2 separate regions of the Mus musculus genome follow, and region 2 is linked to region 1. Evidence: chromatin contacts called from public HiChIP or PLAC-seq data. All regions are on one chromosome and are shown on one strand. The core of a region is the stretch at or near the end of the contact, and the rest is flanking DNA. Distances in the headings are between cores, read along the strand shown. Region 1 holds the start of Lurap1l (leucine rich adaptor protein 1-like). Region 2 has its middle 150 kb from the start of Lurap1l.

Evidence for each region. HiChIP or PLAC-seq counts read pairs in DNA pulled down with a chosen protein or histone mark.
Region 2: a contact with region 1 is called in a CTCF HiChIP or PLAC-seq map of the NIH/3T3 cell line, with 18 read pairs. The contact joins the enhancer-like site here to the promoter of Lurap1l in region 1. A contact is called at or near these places in 2 of 15 datasets of contacts at CTCF or cohesin (both in the NIH/3T3 cell line), 1 of 484 Hi-C or Micro-C datasets (cerebral cortex), 4 of 115 datasets of contacts at active chromatin or transcription factors (the NIH/3T3 cell line, embryonic forebrain, fibro-adipogenic progenitors and 1 more) and 1 of 9 other capture datasets (adipose tissue).

What each region holds. Positions count from the first base shown.
Region 1 is chr4:80,908,158-80,912,573 of GRCm38.p6, forward strand. Lurap1l (leucine rich adaptor protein 1-like) reads left to right here and starts at 2,529. Exons shown (of 2, transcript NM_026821.5): 1 at 2,529-3,488. The coding sequence starts at 3,198.
Region 2 is chr4:81,057,001-81,061,416 of GRCm38.p6, forward strand. No RefSeq gene overlaps it. Among named protein-coding and RNA genes, the nearest start is that of Lurap1l, 150 kb to the left of the region's middle. Within about 2 kb of position 2,606, at least 45 of the 459 cell types and tissues checked have an H3K27ac peak or open chromatin away from gene starts, as enhancers often do. A contact at or near this core is called in the NIH/3T3 cell line, adipose tissue and fibro-adipogenic progenitors, where this site is marked.

The DNA of each region.
Region 1 (4,416 bases), core at 1,279-3,778:
ACATTAGGCCTGGGTAAACACAGTGCACTGGCAAGCACTGCACTGGATAAGTAGGAATGGGCAGGGAGCCGTTAAAAGAGTGTGGTCAGGGTGTGTCTCTCCTTGTCTGCTTTCTTCTCCCTGGTTTCCCTCTTGCACTGCTGGGGACGCTATATCCTGCCCACTGCCCATCTAGATCTCACTATGGCAGCTTATGTCTTATTTCCCACATCAAGGCACGGGCTACTGGCCAACCCTCTCATACATTTCCTCAGAGATACATATATATACATCTTGAAGATGAACAGAAAATGTACTCAAGACTAAAACTTAAAAAATCCAATTTTCAGAAATTTGGAATGAGAAATATCATCATATCAAACCACAGAGAAGAAAAGTCTACCATATTCTATTTTAGGCCTAGTAAGGATTATAGTTCTAAATTGTTCCCCAAACTGGCATTCAAAACATTTCCATTTTAAACAAATATATCATAAGACATCATAAAGAACACTTTAAAAACAACATAACGAAGATTTTCTTTAAATGCTTAAATGTGTTTTACATTTCACAAGAACAAAATGTTAACTATATGCAATCTACTTGTTTGTTTGTTTCCAAACAGGATTTCTTAGTGTATATCCGGCAGTCCTGGAATTTGCTCTGGAGACCAGGCTGGCCTCCAGCTCCAAGATCTTCCTGCCTCTCCCTCCTGAGTGCTGGGATTTAAGGGATCTTCCTCCACCACCCGGCCATCATACTCTTTTTATTATAAGGTCAACTTCTGTCTTAGTTACAGATAGGCACTTCACTGATGATAACTGGAAAATGACTTGTCCAACGAAGATCTAACTAGGTATTGAATCCTTGGGGTTTACTTTGCATTCAGCTCTGAATTGGACTTTGTACAGTTTATAATAAAAAGCTGTCCGTGACTCAAATGAGAAGCGTCCATAATTACATGCCACAGTGCAATCCTCATGCAATGAACTTGTGGTTTGCCAGCTTTCAAACAATGCATGCAGTTTTATGGGAGAGTTGCGATTTAAGTTGGTCCCTCTTTGATTCCATAAATGGTAGTTCTGATTTTGAAATGAGCCACCTAACTTACAACATTTAATTTTTTTTTCCTTTTTTCCTTTTAAAAACAGTTTTAACACATGCAAAGGTCTGGCTTATTGACAAGACAATTTCAGCAACGTTTTCCCTGCCATGAGATATTTCCTTCAGAAAGTCTCTGCTTTTTCTCCTTTTAAGGTTTCTTGGATGTGAAGATGACATGAACAAACTCCAAACTCCATTTATCTATGTTGTTTGGAATGGAAAAGCTGAATGGGAAAGGAGGCCAGAGGAACAGAGGACACAAATGAGTAGGTCCCAGACAAAAAGTATTGGAAATACTTCAATGGAAACCTAAAATTATAGTTTGGTGGGTTGAAAATACTATTCTCAACTCTCACTGACACAAATACAATGTTCAAGCAATCTTATAATCTATGTACTTGTTGCTGATTTACTTGGTAGATGTATTCTAGATTAATGGTTTACAAAGTTGTGGTTCTTCCTAAATAGCAGCAAATTATATAGAAATTATCAAAGAAAACAAGTATGATTTCACTAGTTACTCTCAGAGTTTTTCTTCCATAATTAAAGAGGAATGCTTCAGCAATTTCTTCCATTTAAAATTCTCCTGCCCCCTCAGTATTTATATATATATATACAAACACATACATGCTCTGGTTATTCTGTTCTTCATTTCTGCTTGGGGTAGTATGCTGGAATATTGGCAACACAATTATATCTTCTTGTACATTTTCACTGAACCATTTTTTTCTTAAAATTTTTATTGTTTAAATGCATTTTTTTTTTAATTTTTGAGACAGGGTTTCTCTGTATAGATGTAGCTGTCTTGGAACTCACTCTGTAGACCAGGCTGGCCTCGAACTCAGAAATCCACTTGCCTCTGCCTCTGCCTCTGCCTCTGCCTCTGCCTCTGCCTCTGCCTCTGCCTCTGCCTCTGCCTCTGCCTCTGCCTCTAAGTGCTGGGATTAAAGGCGTGTGCCACCACTGCACGGCTTAAATGCATTTTTTAACATCAAACACATTAATAATACTGAATATTTTGCGAATCAAATAGTACATAAAAATTTGTTCAACTTCACTGAACTATTTATCGATTGAATTTCTCCGTTCTTTGTGGAGTTATTGGGCAAGAATTCTAATGCTATGTGTAATTGGCTTTTAGGAAAGTTGGGGGGGGGGGTGGAAAACGACATAAAATTTAGCCATTCTTCTGCCTCTAATGTTAAAAATGTGTTCTACAGGTTGTAGCTGTCAGGGGACTTCAGCAGGGCAACTTTTAACTTAGTAACCTAATATGGGTATGCTCAGCTGAGGCAGGATTTGCATTTCAGTTTCTTAACATCAGGGTTGGGAAGATTTTGCTGCCCTTCTTGTCTGTGACATACGGTACAGGGGTTGGCTCTGCTTTGGTCCACCTGCCAGTCGAGTTTAAAGTTTCCGAGGCTCGGAGGAACACAATGACTTGGATGAGACCGACTAAAAGGAAAGGACACTGCTGCAGCAACCAGGAAGCCCTTGAACCCCAGCTAAGCTAACCGTGTCTTTTTCTTTTTTCTTTCTAAAATGCGCCTACACCGCCTACACACAGGACGAACCCACTTCTTTCATTGATCAGATTTTTTTTTTTTTTTCCTGACCGTCTAAGATAGTCTGATCCTTGGCGACATATGGCTGGAAAATGAAACGACCCGGGAGTGTGGCCACCTCGTTATTCTGTGTGGTGTAATACCAGATGGGCACCGTGAACCGCGCTGGGATGTGAATGGACAGTTTGAAATGGGAATTTCCCCGCATCGAGCAGGTTCCATTTCTCTCTTGGGTCTCTCGGTATAACGTACTAGCTTTTGCCCTTCTTCTCTGCAGTATCAATTAACTCAACTTGGCGGTGGAGTGGCCAGCTAGGAAAGGAATGAAGCGATCTGGCTAATCTTGCTGGCTGTGGAGCGGCAGAGCCTGAAACTGCAGCCGGGTGCAGATCTGCCGACTGCGCCCGGGGCATGGAGCGCACGGGCGACCGCGGGGACTCAGGCCCGGCCAGAGGAGCCCAGTACTGAGCTCCGGAGTCCGCCAGGCCGCCGCCGCCGCCTCCTCGCGCCCTCTGCCTTTACTGTCAGTGTCGCCCCTCGCAAAGAGTCATGGAAGACAGCCCGCTGCCAGACCTCAGAGACATCGAGCTGAAGCTGGGGCGCAAAGTGCCCGAGAGCCTAGCGCGCTCGCTGCGCGGGGAGGAGCTGGCGCCTCGGGAAGGGGCTGCGGACCCCAGCGGGGTTGGTGGGAGCTGCAGCAGCAGCAGTAGCTGCAGCAGCTTTGCGCCCTCCGTGTCCTCCTCGTCGTCATCCTCCCCTGCCTCTGGCTCTCCACGACGTAGCCACCCCAGCGCCCTGGAGAGGTTAGAGACCAAACTGCACATCCTCAGACAGGAGATGGTGAGTGTGATGCGTCAGAGGCGACTTGGGGACCCGGGGCCTGGGACCCGAGAGGGTGGCACAGGAGCGGGGGGGGGGGGGGGGGGAGAAGCTGGGAGGAGGTGTGCGGGAGCGCGCCTCTGGACTCGGCTACAGCTAAGCTTGAACCCTGAGGACTTTGCTCGGTCACGGGGTGCCCTGGCAGCTCATTCGGCTCTACTTTCTGATAGAGCTACTCCCTGCGCACCACTCTGCAGCTGCCAGCCGCGGATTCTCCCGCACTAGCCTGCTAAAGGCCGGCAGTTACTGCGCGGATCTGGGCCTGCTGTGAGCCGTTTATGTTTTGCCTTGGTTCAAAGGGTGGTTTAGTCCAATGCACTTAGCGCAGAAATGCCTCCCAGCTGGCCGGGAGGTGGCGCGGCGGGGTCCTTGCAGCCTGCTGTAGTTTGCTCTCCTCCACCCTCCCCTTGCAGCAGCTGCAGCTGTCCCAAGGCCACTGTTCAGTAGATTCGCCACAGCTGGTTCTGAAAACAATGGCTCCTCGCCCTTGATGTGCTTGTGAATGGCTTGTTTCACTGTTTTGATCCTGGAGAGCAGGTGACCCCAGCCCAGGGATTTGCTAATGACTGCCTCCTACCCTTTCCTCTAGTTCTCAATCAGCACTTGTTTTCTCTACCATTTCTGTGAACCTCGGATTAGGACAATGGGTCAAGTAGGTCTAAGACTCGTTATTCCGGATGTGTTTACACTAAAGCATTCATTCATTTGCCTTGAGCTCTTGGGCGAGTCTTGGCCTTTACAGATCTCAGTTTGTGATCTTTACAATGATGAGCTGATTGGAAGAAATTATCTCTTTCTAAGCCTTTTGAAGCAAATGGCCACAAACCAATTACATTTTCTACCAACTTAGAGAGGAGGAAAATTTCAACAGGGGGAGGGGGAGTGTTGA
Region 2 (4,416 bases), core at 1,356-3,855, 150 kb after region 1:
TAAATGAGTTAGCAGAAATAGGTAAGATTTAGAAGAAACTGATTGGTCACCAATAAGTCACTGTTGAATTGAGTGATGGATGGAGTCCACTTACCATTTTATTAATCTGAATGTTTGAAGTCTGCAAATAAGATGTAAGAAAAAATCAAGAAATAAATCTATTTCTAACATAAATTGAAAAACACCGAAAGGGATCTAACACTGAAGACGGTGCTCTGAGGTGTGGGATGAGAAACAAGTAAAACTTCATGTCCCTTTCTACAAAATTAATACTAAAAGGAGAATTTTGGAAAGCTTTGCTGGAGTTGGCCAGTTTTTCCTTTGGTCCAATGTTCCAGATTTTTATAATACATCTGGAGTGCAAAGATTTGGCTGGTTTTTCATCCACTATAATAATGAGGCATTTATTGAGAAAAGATGTCAAACAGAACAGCTTTCCATGTGATCAAATGCATACATTAGCAACCAATACTCTTAAAGCAAGCCACAACCGAGTTTACAAAATGTCCAACATGAAATATGAATAGTGTCCAACTCTAAAAAGATGACAACATGTAAAACCAAACTTCTTACTCCAACGGTGTCTTGAATATAAGGTGAAGCTAGAATTTGACCAGCTATTTACTTTTTAGAAATAAAAGAACCTAATAAAAGAACAATAATGTGAACTCATCTTCAAAACTCAGCAGTAATGCAGGAAGAAACAAACCAGCCTATTTTTAAGGCAGACACAAATAAACATTATGTGTTTTCTTTTTTGCTTTGTACCCAGGGTTACAGAGCTTCTTGTTTTTTTGTTTTTTTGTTTTTTTCACAAATCTCCAAGGATCATATTTTTGGGACTTCTAATATCAGTCCTCTGATATTATAAATTCTGGGTCTAGTAACATAGCTACAGTAGTAGCTACAGTTTCCACCTATCTTCTCACTGTGATCCACTTCTATCACCAAGACAGACTTCCAGCTTCCACATAATCAGGAGCAAGAGGCCTGCGGAGGAAAGTGTTCAAATACTGTTTCAGTACACATTTGCTCAGACAATATGCCATGTTCCTCCTTCATGAATGTTATACCCATAAGTTCTGTGAACAATATTGTAAAGTATGTAAATATTTATCTAAATTTTATTGGCAAGGGAATTACACAATAATGTTATTTAAGCCTTTCCATTCAATTCAAGAAACCTTTACTGTGTATTGACTATTTTTAAAGCAACGCAGATGGCATTGAAAATTCAGGGAATATGGTGCAGTACCTGCCCACAGTTTGTCTCTGCGCTCTAGAGAACCCAAAACAAGGGGATACTGAATGGAAGCTATTGCATGATAAGGCTTGGTTGCACAAGCATGAGAAAGCACAGATGATGTCTAGTTCCTTCTAGGGCTAGGAAGACTTAAGAATGGAGAAATGTCCAGCTGGACAGCAGAGTCTGGCCAGAAATTTAGTCTCAGGGAGAAGAGCCAATCAGATTACACCAACCTCTGGATTCCTTAAGCATGTTTAATCAAATGAGCTATTTCCATGATGCACAGTCTTTCTCTCTCTCTCCATGACTCCAAATATCACAAAAGTGCTGGGCCATGCTCAAGACCCTTAGTGCTCAAGGAAGGTACTACAGTACTGCTCCTGGTGCTGAGTTCCACCATTTTGGACAAAAGTTTCTGTGTGTTCCTAACTTAAGGATCCTGAACACCTACCTTCTTTGCACTGAGCAGCATCTTCTATGTATCTCCATAGACTTATGATAGATGAAGCCGACTTTACCTTCTGTCATCTGATAGTTATTTTTACCCACTTAGAAGGCTTAAGTGTATTCTCTAAAATGCTGGGGGAATAATGTGCTAGTGGAAAAGATGATTTCAATATTCGGGGGAAAGTACAGTTTTTGCTGCCAACTGGATCCCCTAATAAAACTGGAAAGCAAAGCAGTTGGCTGAGAAGCCAGGTGAGAACACTTGGGGGAAGCCAGGCCCCATCGGAGCCTCCTGTGAGTCTGGCACAGAGCTGTGTTGCCAGGACCCGCATGTGCATCTCTGGCTCACAGGAAGCCACACATGCTTTTGGAGAAAGCCAACGGAAAAAGAGCAAGGAACATTTGACAGCATTTGCATTCCTAGTCTCTGGATTTTGCAGGCTTAGTTCCATTATTTGGACTTAAAGTCTGGGTTGTGGTAATTCTTAAGCGCAGTCACCAGTGTTGATCACATGCTATCATCAAGTGAAACATGTTTTAAAGTAAAATGAGATATTAATGAAAATGAATCCAAATGCTTAATATGCCTGAGGTTTAAGGCATAGTGCAATCCTGTCAGTTTATTTCAATTTGGTGAACAAATCTTAACAGATTTTTCAATACTGTGCAAGCAAAATATTGATCGAGAGGAACATGCTCTTCTCAGATGTGAGGGTCGTGAGCACTGTACTTCTGACTGCTGTGTTCCTCAGCCCAGGGCCCAGACACTGAGGGGAAAATCTGCTTGGATGTACCAGCATTTGGTGCTGAAGTATGAGTTCCCAGCCTTGATGCCTGGAGTGTACAGATCAGAGCTGGGAAGACAGCCTGCATTCAAGTTAGAAGCGGGTGGCAGTCATGACTGGGGAATGTAAGGACAAGAAGCCAAAGAAAACAGAATGCTCAGACAGCCAATAAAGATGAAGGTCTAAGTAGACAGGGAAGGAAGGACTGCTGGGGTGAAGAACAAATGTTTGATTTTAATGCAGCTTCAGTACTTGGGTGGATTCACTGAGTGCTTATAGCTACAAGCAACAAAATTACTCTGCTAACTGTGATTTAAGCCCCAGGCTCACATGACACAAACTCTTGGCCTAGGCAGAAATCTTCACTGGCTTAGCTTTCTGCCTCTGCAGGGCTCCAGGTCCACATCGCCAATGGCCCTCTAGACATTCTTCTGATGGCTGTAGATGACTAGAGCCACAAGCCTTGTCAGCACATGATTGTGCTCAAAACCAGCAACTGCCCAGGACACAAAAAGCACCTGTAGTTCCCTTAAGTTGGGGAAGATGAAAACTTCTCCCAGAAATATATAGCTCGCCTACTAGATCAGGATCTCTGGTGACACTGGAGCTTTACTTGCATTGACCCCTTGCTCACTGCTCACTATCATTATCATCCTGCCTGGGAATGCATGAAAAGCTGACTATGACCATGAGAATGGAGGGCTCAGAGAGGATGCTAATAATAAACCCGTTCCTTCTGTGGTGGGGTTATGGTCTCACACCCTCTCCTATTCCTGTTCCTCTGGGAAACAGGATTGAGCTACAGCAGATTTTGTGGGTTGGATCTCATGTGGAGAGCTGAACCGCATCTAGGAAAATTTTTCCCACCGGGATCAATTAGGTAAGAATACTTGGCAGAAATGTATCCAGAATGTCCAAAAGCAATGAGGCCAAAATCTATAGTTGGGAAATATTTTAAGGATAATTTCCCATAATTGAGACTAGATCCCAATTGAGAATATTAACCAGTGTGAAGGATGTGGTAGATTAGATCAAGTGGTTAGTAAAATGTTTTAATAGTTTTTTTTCCTTAATGACAATATGTAAGACAGCATTCTACCTAATTCTCATAATTAATTTAATATTCACGTATTGTTTCACTTAAATTCTGAAACTCTGAAATGGACAGTACAGATGGCCCTGGTAGCAGGTGAGAAAACTGCTATCTGTTAGAAATCTGTTAGAATCTTCCCAGTGTCACATGAGCAGCAAGTCATGGAGCTAAGACTCAATGCAGGAAACAGATTTCACCAATCATAACTTTGTTCCAGTATTCAGGGAATCAGAAATTCTAGAGTACTGATGGGGGACCTTGATCATTATGGTCATTGTGCTATTGAGTGTTTTGAAAAGCCAACCATCTTCAGGTGGTCAGTTGTCATTCTTCTGTTGTTAGAATGGATGTGAAACATCTAAATATTTTAGTATCTATCTTAAAGTAGCAGGATCAGGAAAGCACATTCACATTACATGTACTAAATACAGATAGAATTTTAAACTAGGACATTTTTATAATTTTCCAGAAGTCTTAGGTATGACTCCTAATGTGAATAACATGAGGGGCTGCCCTGCCATTCCACCAAGAGATGGGTAGGTAGCGGTTTCTATCCAGTCACCACTTGTGGCATTTGGAGACACAGGAAAGTGAACCTCCCACTCTCAGTAGGAAGCGGAAATAACCTTGATCCAAAGAACAAGATGAAGCTGGGAAAGAGATAAATTTGGTCTCATTTATATGGTCTCACATTCATCATTGCTGATTAGCCTTACTCAGTGGAGAAATGCTTGGGTCAGTGGAGGTAGGACAGCAGCCTACAAGCCAAGAAAAAATATGAAATGAGCAGAGGGATGAGAGTGAGGGCTATGCTCTAGGAGACTGGCACTAGCATAGCAGTGCTT